Regions from separate parts of the Mus musculus genome. Here region 2 is linked to region 1. Evidence: chromatin contacts called from public promoter capture Hi-C data. All regions are on one chromosome and are shown on one strand. Each heading gives the region's core, a stretch centred on a gene start, on an enhancer-like site or on the middle of the called end of the contact. The rest is flanking DNA. Distances are from core to core; before and after follow the strand shown.

Evidence for each region. Promoter capture Hi-C pulls out the DNA fragments that hold promoters and counts their contacts.
Region 2: a contact with region 1 is called in a promoter capture Hi-C map of pre-B cells, with 3 times the contacts expected there. The contact joins the promoter of Rnaseh2b here to the promoter of Nupl1 in region 1. A contact is called at or near these places in 2 of 39 promoter capture datasets (liver and pre-B cells).

Annotation. Positions count from the first base shown.
Region 1 is chr14:60,249,794-60,253,599 of GRCm38.p6, reverse strand. Nupl1 (nucleoporin like 1) reads left to right here and starts at 2,121. Exons shown (of 15, transcript NM_170591.2): 1 at 2,121-2,437. The coding sequence starts at 2,331. Gm38641 (a long non-coding RNA gene) reads right to left here and starts at 2,126. Exons shown (of 3, transcript XR_874661.1): 1 at 2,047-2,126.
Region 2 is chr14:62,330,150-62,333,955 of GRCm38.p6, reverse strand. It overlaps Rnaseh2b (ribonuclease H2, subunit B), which reads right to left and starts at 1,888. Exons shown (of 11, transcript NM_026001.3): 1 at 1,780-1,888. The coding sequence starts at 1,840. Gm41173 (a long non-coding RNA gene) reads left to right here and starts at 1,901. Exons shown (of 2, transcript XR_874686.3): 1 at 1,901-2,094; 2 at 3,628-3,806.

The DNA of each region.
Region 1 (3,806 bases), core at 872-3,371:
ATATGAAATCTTATCTCAGCATGGAGGGGGCTTCTCCAGAAGTGTATAGATGGAGTCCCCTCTTCAGTTAACTTTCCACACTCTGTAAATTGTAGCACCTCTCAACACCACATGCTGCTGGGGCAGAATTACATACAATTGGGAAGCATTAACAGAGGCAAGGGACTTTTTAAGTCTAGTCTTAAACTTTATGTATCCACTAGCATGCAATATATTATAATACCATTGATCAAAAATTCCAGGTTTTTTGTCTCTGTGGGATATGGGTCAACTATCACTGTTGTATAGCTAAACTTTGCCATAAATCATACATGAATATATGATAATTTGAATGTATCTTCTGAAGCTTTCTTTCTTTCTTTCTTTCTTTCTTTTTTTTTTTGCACAAGCTTTTATTAGAGTCAGGTTGAGATTTTTCAGTAATTTTTGAATTTTAAAGTCACAGATTTACAGAATTACTGAAAGTATTCCATATGCCCACAGTTTTTCTGGTCATAGACATATATTAGTCTCTACTATATTTTAAAATAATCATCCTTTCTCACTGACCTTATGAGTCCTCAGAGCCAGACATGTAGCTCTTGCTAATTTTATGTTGGTATTTTCAAGTTTTGGAGCCTTTCAATAAAAATCTGGGTTCCTCTTAGGTTTTTTGTTTTTGTTTTTTTTTTTCCAGTTAAAAGGAAAGTTTACTGGGACATTCATGCCACTACTGCACCAATAAAGATATCTTGCCAGGTTACTCCTTATTGTAGTTTGCATGGCTCATGGCTGACATGACATCATGTGCCAAACACACCTTTTGACGTCATCTAACTTTTGTGACCTGCCAAAGGGAAATGGCGAGGAACAGAGTTTTCATCACTATGAGTATTTGGGGGAGAGGACAGGGCTCTACAATGAATCTGGAGGGTGTTCCGGTTCAGCCAACTGCAGGTAGCAATGCTCAAGGTCAACACAAAACAAGTGCTGAATTGTGGGGGAGCTGTGAGAAAAGAAGTGCCAAGGATTTGTCATATAAAGGGCACTGAGGGCCAGACTCAGAGACCGTTGGGCTTTTGTTCGAATCACTACCATGGGGAGGATTGTGCTTTAGCATAAATCTGAGGGGTCTGATGATGGGATCAATTTCATCGAACAAAACTTGGCAGCTGGTCAACGCACTTGCAGGAATAGTATGCCAATTCCTGCCAGAGAATTAAAGAACCATGATATGATGGCAGTGTCCCCAGACCACCGCTAAGAAGCATTTCTTGGTGCCCACGTTGCTCCGGGTGCCCGTACATTCTAATTTACATCCCTCTGGGTTTTTTTTTTTTTTCAGATTTATTTATTTTATGTATGAGTGCACTGTAGCTGTCTTCAGACACACCAGAAGAGGACATCAGATCCCTTTACAGATGGTTGTGAGCCACCATGTGGTTGCTAGGAAATTGAACTCAGGATCTCTGGAAGAGCAGTCGGTGCTGAGCCAGCTCTCCAGCCAGATCGCTCATCCCTGTCCTTACACTTTCCAATTCGCAGTTCCTCTCGTAAATACCCCAAGTTATGGGAAAGCCACATAGCCAGGAAGCAGTCTTCAGGGAAGGTCCCCAAGAACGGCACCCATCCCATTCACCGTCCACTAGGATTTGGGGCACAGTGTCCTGACCTCAGACTCGGAGGCAGAGGAGCCTGGCAGTGTCACGCCGCCCCGCTGAACCCTCCGTGCAGGAAGCACAAGCGTGCAGTACCATGGGGTGCTGACCGGAAGCGTGTGCGACTTAAAACCCGTACATTTCTGGACCCTCAAAAGGTAGACACCCTCTTTTTTTCTCGGGTGCAGCGACACCCAAATGAAACTCAGACGTCCCCTTGGAGGAATGTGAGGTGACGACCAAGGTCTTCTCCAACTCTAGAACTCTACGCATGGCTTTTGACAGGAGGCCGGACCGAAGCCGCACTCCAGGGCCTTCATTCAGGAAGTAAAGCACGAAATCCCGCGAGACTCTCCGGGCACTTCAGGGGCTTAGCGCTTTAAGCGAGTAGGCGGGGCGCCCACCTTACCTCATCCGCCCGGCCTCACACGAGTACCGCTTCCACTCCGATCCCAGGGTTCCCTGCGCGGCGGGCGCGCTTCTAGTGCGTTCGGCGCGCGGGCGGTGTCGCGCATGCGTTCGCCTGTGGCTCCGCCCACTCCGCCCTCGCCTTGCCGCACCGCCGCTTGGGGTTGTTTCCCACCCGGTACCCGCTGGGCACCAGCTATGTGGCACGTCCCTCTTCGGCAGTGAAGGGACAGAAGCGTCCTAGGCCTCTCCACCCTAGCTGACGCCTTCGCGCCAAGGGCCGCCATGGCCACGGGGTTCTCCTTCGGGTCTGGGACCCTCGGCTCCACCACTGTGGCCCCCGGCGGGACCGGAGCGGGCAGCGGCTTCTCCTTCGGGACCGTCGCGTCTAGGTAATGGTGCCGCCTAGCAGGGGACCCTGGTGCTTCCCCGCGGAGGTCTGCACATCGAGGCCTGCCTTCAGGCTGCTAGGCTTCCCTACGAGCCGCGCAGTGGGCTGTGGACCCCTGCCGCCGAGGCTCTGCAGTCCCCGGTCGCGCCGCGACGACGCGGAGTGGGCCCGACTGCGGGAAGCGGCCTGGAGTCGCGGCTACGCCTACGCGACCCCTCGGGTTCAGGGATAGAATGAGTGTTGAATGAATGACAGCTTGTTGCTGGCTTTTAGGAACAGAAAAATAGGTAGGATGTAAGTTAAAAAAAATATCCCCGGGTGGTTTAGATTTCGGTTTTGAACGTTACGATGCATTGGATTTATGATTTTTTGTTTGTTTCAAGCCTTTGTGCCACAGGACCCCCTTCTGTCTTTTTAACATTTTTATGGCATGTATTGTATCATAGTTATTTTGTGCCCTATACAGATTAGCATAGCATCGCAAAGCATTTTGTGTTATAACCATCCACCACATGATCTTTTCCGTTCACTGCAAGCTTAAGTGGTATATTCTTCAGTTTGTGTAATAGATTCCGGTAGTGACAGATGAGTAGCTAGGGATTCCAAAAAGCTATTTCACTGAAAGCATTAATCACTCAGACTCGGCCTTTGGTAAAGAGTTGATCAAATGAGGAAATGTGTACTCGAAGGACAGGTATCTCCCGAGGCATAACAAGACCTATAGGCTTAATGTCTCAAAGAAAGCTCGCTCTCTCTCTCTCTCTCTCTCTCTCTCTCTCTCTCTTAACAGCCCCCGTTAGATACAGCAAATCCAAAATAACAGTACAATCAGACTGCCCCAGTTAAGTCCCATTTTTGCATATGCTTTCTTAATCTTCACTACCTATGTTGTCGAGACACAGGCGACGGTGTGCTCTGCTGTCTCTTTTAACTTTCACCTTGTTTTCTTGTGTCATCGATTAACTGGCTTTAGGTTTGTCGTTTTTAATGGTGTATCTTACTTAGTTCTTTTTTTTTTAAAGATTTTAATTATTTTTATTTAATGTGTGTGGGTGTTCTGCTTGCATCTGTGCATCATGGCTGTGCATTGCCCTTAAATACCAGAAGAGTCCGTCAGACACCCCCCCCCCCCAACCACCACCACTACCACACCACACCACACTGGAGTTAAGGCCCACTGTGAGCTACCAAGTTTTAAATTTAAAATGGAGGGATAGTTTGGGAAGTGGTGGTGCACGCCTTTAATCCCAACACTCTGGAAGCAGAGGCAGGCAGATTTCTGAGTTCCAAGCCAGCCTGGTCTACAAAGTGAGTTCCAGGACAGTCAGGGCTACACAGAGAAACCCTGTCTCGAAAAACAAAACAAGACA
Region 2 (3,806 bases), core at 639-3,138, 2.1 Mb before region 1:
CAGACACCTCAGCTTTGAACAGAAACCAGGTGGCAATGCGTCTCACCCCTCCCTCCCAGTAGATCTACTACACCTTTCTCTTTGAGGGATGCATTCAACATCGAGTCTTTTCAGTTTTGTGCTTGGTACGATTATGACACACTTTAAGAAGGAAATTAATGTCAGTGAAACAGCCAACAAAACAAAACAAAACCCCTCAAATTATTGCAAACTACTATATAGTATTAACATGTTTGATTGCAAAAAGAATGATTAGGGATCCTACTACAAAAATCAAATATACTGATGTAACAGAAGGGTGAAAGGAGGCTCTCCCCTCTCCCAGCTAAACTAAGGTGTTCAGCTAGCCTTCTGATGGCTCACCAACACCAGGAATTCTCACTAGCTGCTTTACCAAGCACTATCAGTGAGGTTACGGCTTAACTGGACTCATCATAGGCAGCTGGAGTCAGGACGAAGCCGTATCAACCACTTCAGAAAACCATTCTGCAGAACTAAAGCTAACCCAACAAGCACCCAAAAGCAGCTTCCACTCCAGGATACAGACACTCCGAAGAAATGAATGCCAATGTCCACCAACAGCCTCAAAAGAATGCTGCCAGAGGTGTAACTCCTACTAGGTGCAAACCAGGAGGAACACCTAATGCCATCCATCCTCCGGAGAGTAGTAGCATTGATATGCATACAGCAAACCAGAAGCAATTTTTAAGAACCAGCCAACAAAACCCATGGAACAGCCATGGATGGATCTGGCAGACGTGGTACGGAGGGAAGGAAGACAGATACAAAAGTCACAGGGGTCCAAGCAGGCAAAACTAATTTGATGACAGAAAGCCTGGGGTTCTCTAGAAGACGGGTGTATGAGCTGCTAGCTGGAAAGCTACTCTTCTTGGTCAGCAGCATACAGGGTTCAGTTGAGTGAGCTGCAAACCCAAAATCCATACACTTGAATGTGTTTAACTTTTTACACAGGAGAGAAGCTGTGTATCCAAAGTAAGTGTCAGGTCGTTACATAAAGATTATAAAAATTATCATCACTGGATATCTATACCCTGGTGAAATATATTTGCTGTAAAAATGCTCTGCATTTGCTAAACTAAAACTCAAAATTAAAGTGACTGGGAAGTTTCCTTCTTCACGCGTATTCTAACATCAAATGTATCATTGTAAAATGACAGAGTGTTTCTGGCTTGCATTCCCTAACCCAAATTTATTTCACTTGCCCTCCTCATATGGCAATGGCTGTCGCATGCCACCACATGCCCTGATAGCTGGTCATCATCTACAGGGACACTGAGTGGCCTGGTTCTGGGATTTTTGACTGTCACCATGTCCTGGAATTGTTTCAAACCACGCTCACATAAACCCCATCCAGGCTCCCTTATGCCTGGCCACCCTTGCCTTTCCAGAGCAGCAGAGCGGCTCAGCATGGGACTACTGCGACCTCTGGTTTGGAGCTGGTAAGATTCTAGACGCTGAGCTACAGAGATCCAGTAACTCCCAGGGGACAGCAGAGTCCCGGGACCCCCGCTGCCCGCCGCAGGCCGAGTGGCTGGACCCGCCCCAGGGAATCCGCGCAAACGCTGCCGTCGCTTCCGGGTTTGGAGTTTTCCCGCGTGTTGTGACACGTGACCAGGATGCTTAGCAAAGCGCGGGGCACCGAATCCGGGTCCGCGCTCGCTAGGACCTTGCGGACCGGTGCTGGCCTGGGAAAAAAAAAAAACCCGCGCTGCCGCTGCCGCCACCAGCGACCTAGGCCCACGCGCCTCCCGCGTTTACCTGGAAGTAGGAACACTAGCTGCCTGGCCGCCAAGTCCCCGCGGTCCCGACCTCCGGCCATGGTCGCGCCCTGCCGGAAGTGGCGCCGAGGGGCCCGCCAACCGGGGCCACCAGCCTGCCTCCATTTCCGGGCCCGCCCGCTCGGCTTCCTTTTTTGAAATCTGCGCGGGCCCTGCTGTCAGTGGAGGGTGTGGAGCTCCTCGTTTTTCTCACTCTCATTCTACGGGCGCTGCTCGTGCGTGTATTTCATACATTGAGGTTCCTAATGCGGGCGAGCAGCCTTCAAATTGGCTGTGGGCCAATTTGATAGTTAAGGTAATTTTTTAAAGATACAACCCAAATTATGCTTATAATTTGGAGTTCAACATACGAATTTGTTATTTAGGATAAATCTTTAGAGTATTAACGAGACTTAGTTTGGGTGTGGTTTGGTTTTGACACAAGGTCCACCACCCAGCGGGGACTGACCTTCAAAGTATGCCGCCCTGGCTGGCTTTGAATACTGGATCAGGAACCTCCCAAGTGCTAGAATGGTTGTGAGCAAAAGTGGTGTCTTGTTGCCTAGGGCTCACCTCGGGGCTATAGAGAAAACAATTAAGCCCTGACTAGGGAGGTGGAGAGGGGATTCTCTCAAAGGGCCAGCTGCCGATCAGGAAGCTTGTTCTGAAGTGTTCTTTCTAGGCAGACTATGCACTTTATGTCTTTTGTTATCCAGTCTAGTGGCACTTTGTATTTTGTTTTTGTAGAGGGAGCAATGTGAGACACAGGCAACATAAATGTGGAGGTCTGAGTTATAAAGGTGGTCAAAGCTTTTGAGAAATTACATAGAGCAACCAGAAGTTGGTCTGGATCTTAAAACATAGGCTGAGATTCCCTCCTGAGGCATGAAGCCCTTAAAAATACCCACCTCTGAACAACAATATGAACTAACCAGTACCCCCAGAGCTCATGTCTCTAGCTGCATATGTAGCAGAAGATGGCCTAGTCGGCCATCATTGGGAAGAGAGGCCCCTTGGTCTTGTAAACTTTATATGCCTCAGTACAGGGGAACACCAGGGCCAAGAAGTGGGAGTGAGTGGGTAGGGGGGGGTGGTATGGGGGACTTTTGGGATAGCACTTGAAATGTAAATGAAGAAAATACCTAATTAAAAAAAATATATATATAATACCCACCTCTGACCAGACCATTGTAAGACCACGAAAAAATAAGGCCACGCAGGGACATTTCGTGATTCTCTCAGACAAAAGCAAGATCAGTGTCATTTGTGCAGCAACTGTCCCAGCACTTGGCCACAGTGAGAACTGCTTTACCCAGTACAGCTCTATTCCTGTGCTAGTCTCCCCTGGCTGTGGATAAGAGTCAGGAAGATGAGTCAGGATACAAAGACAGAAGAGGACTCTGGAGGGAAAGGGGTCCCCCTAGGACTGGCTTTGCGTTTCATGCTGGCTGAGAATTAAGAATTTTGACTCAATTGGACCATCAAGGTGGTTCAGTACACAGAGGATTAACAGGATTCCCATGCCCAGCCACAGAGAAATCACTGCACACTGAGGGATTAATAATGGAAATGGTTTTTAATGATAGTGTGTGTGTGTGTGTGTGTGTGTGTGTGTCTAATGCTCAGGGAGGAGGCCTTATAGAGAAGATGTTGTTAGCTTACATTTTAGGCTTATGCATTTCACATAAATCTTTCAGGCTCCAGCCCCAGGTTACACTTTGGAAAGTTTAAACAGACACAAGAGACGGCAGGTCTGGTCCCTTGCTTGGGCAAATGGGAGATTTACTCAGCAAAGATATTGCCTGAACTATTTAAGTACACTAGTGTTCCTTTTGTTCTTGTCCACCAGGCAGAATTACACGTTTCCTGTTGAGAGCACAGAGAACTTGAGGACAGACCAGGACTTAATGATGGTTGTGACCCTGTGCTACTCCCTTGAGCCACCCCTCGGAGGCATGTTCTTGATATGGGGATATGCCTAATGGCTAGTTGTAAGCCTTGTTATGGGACTAGAGCTTAACTGGAAAT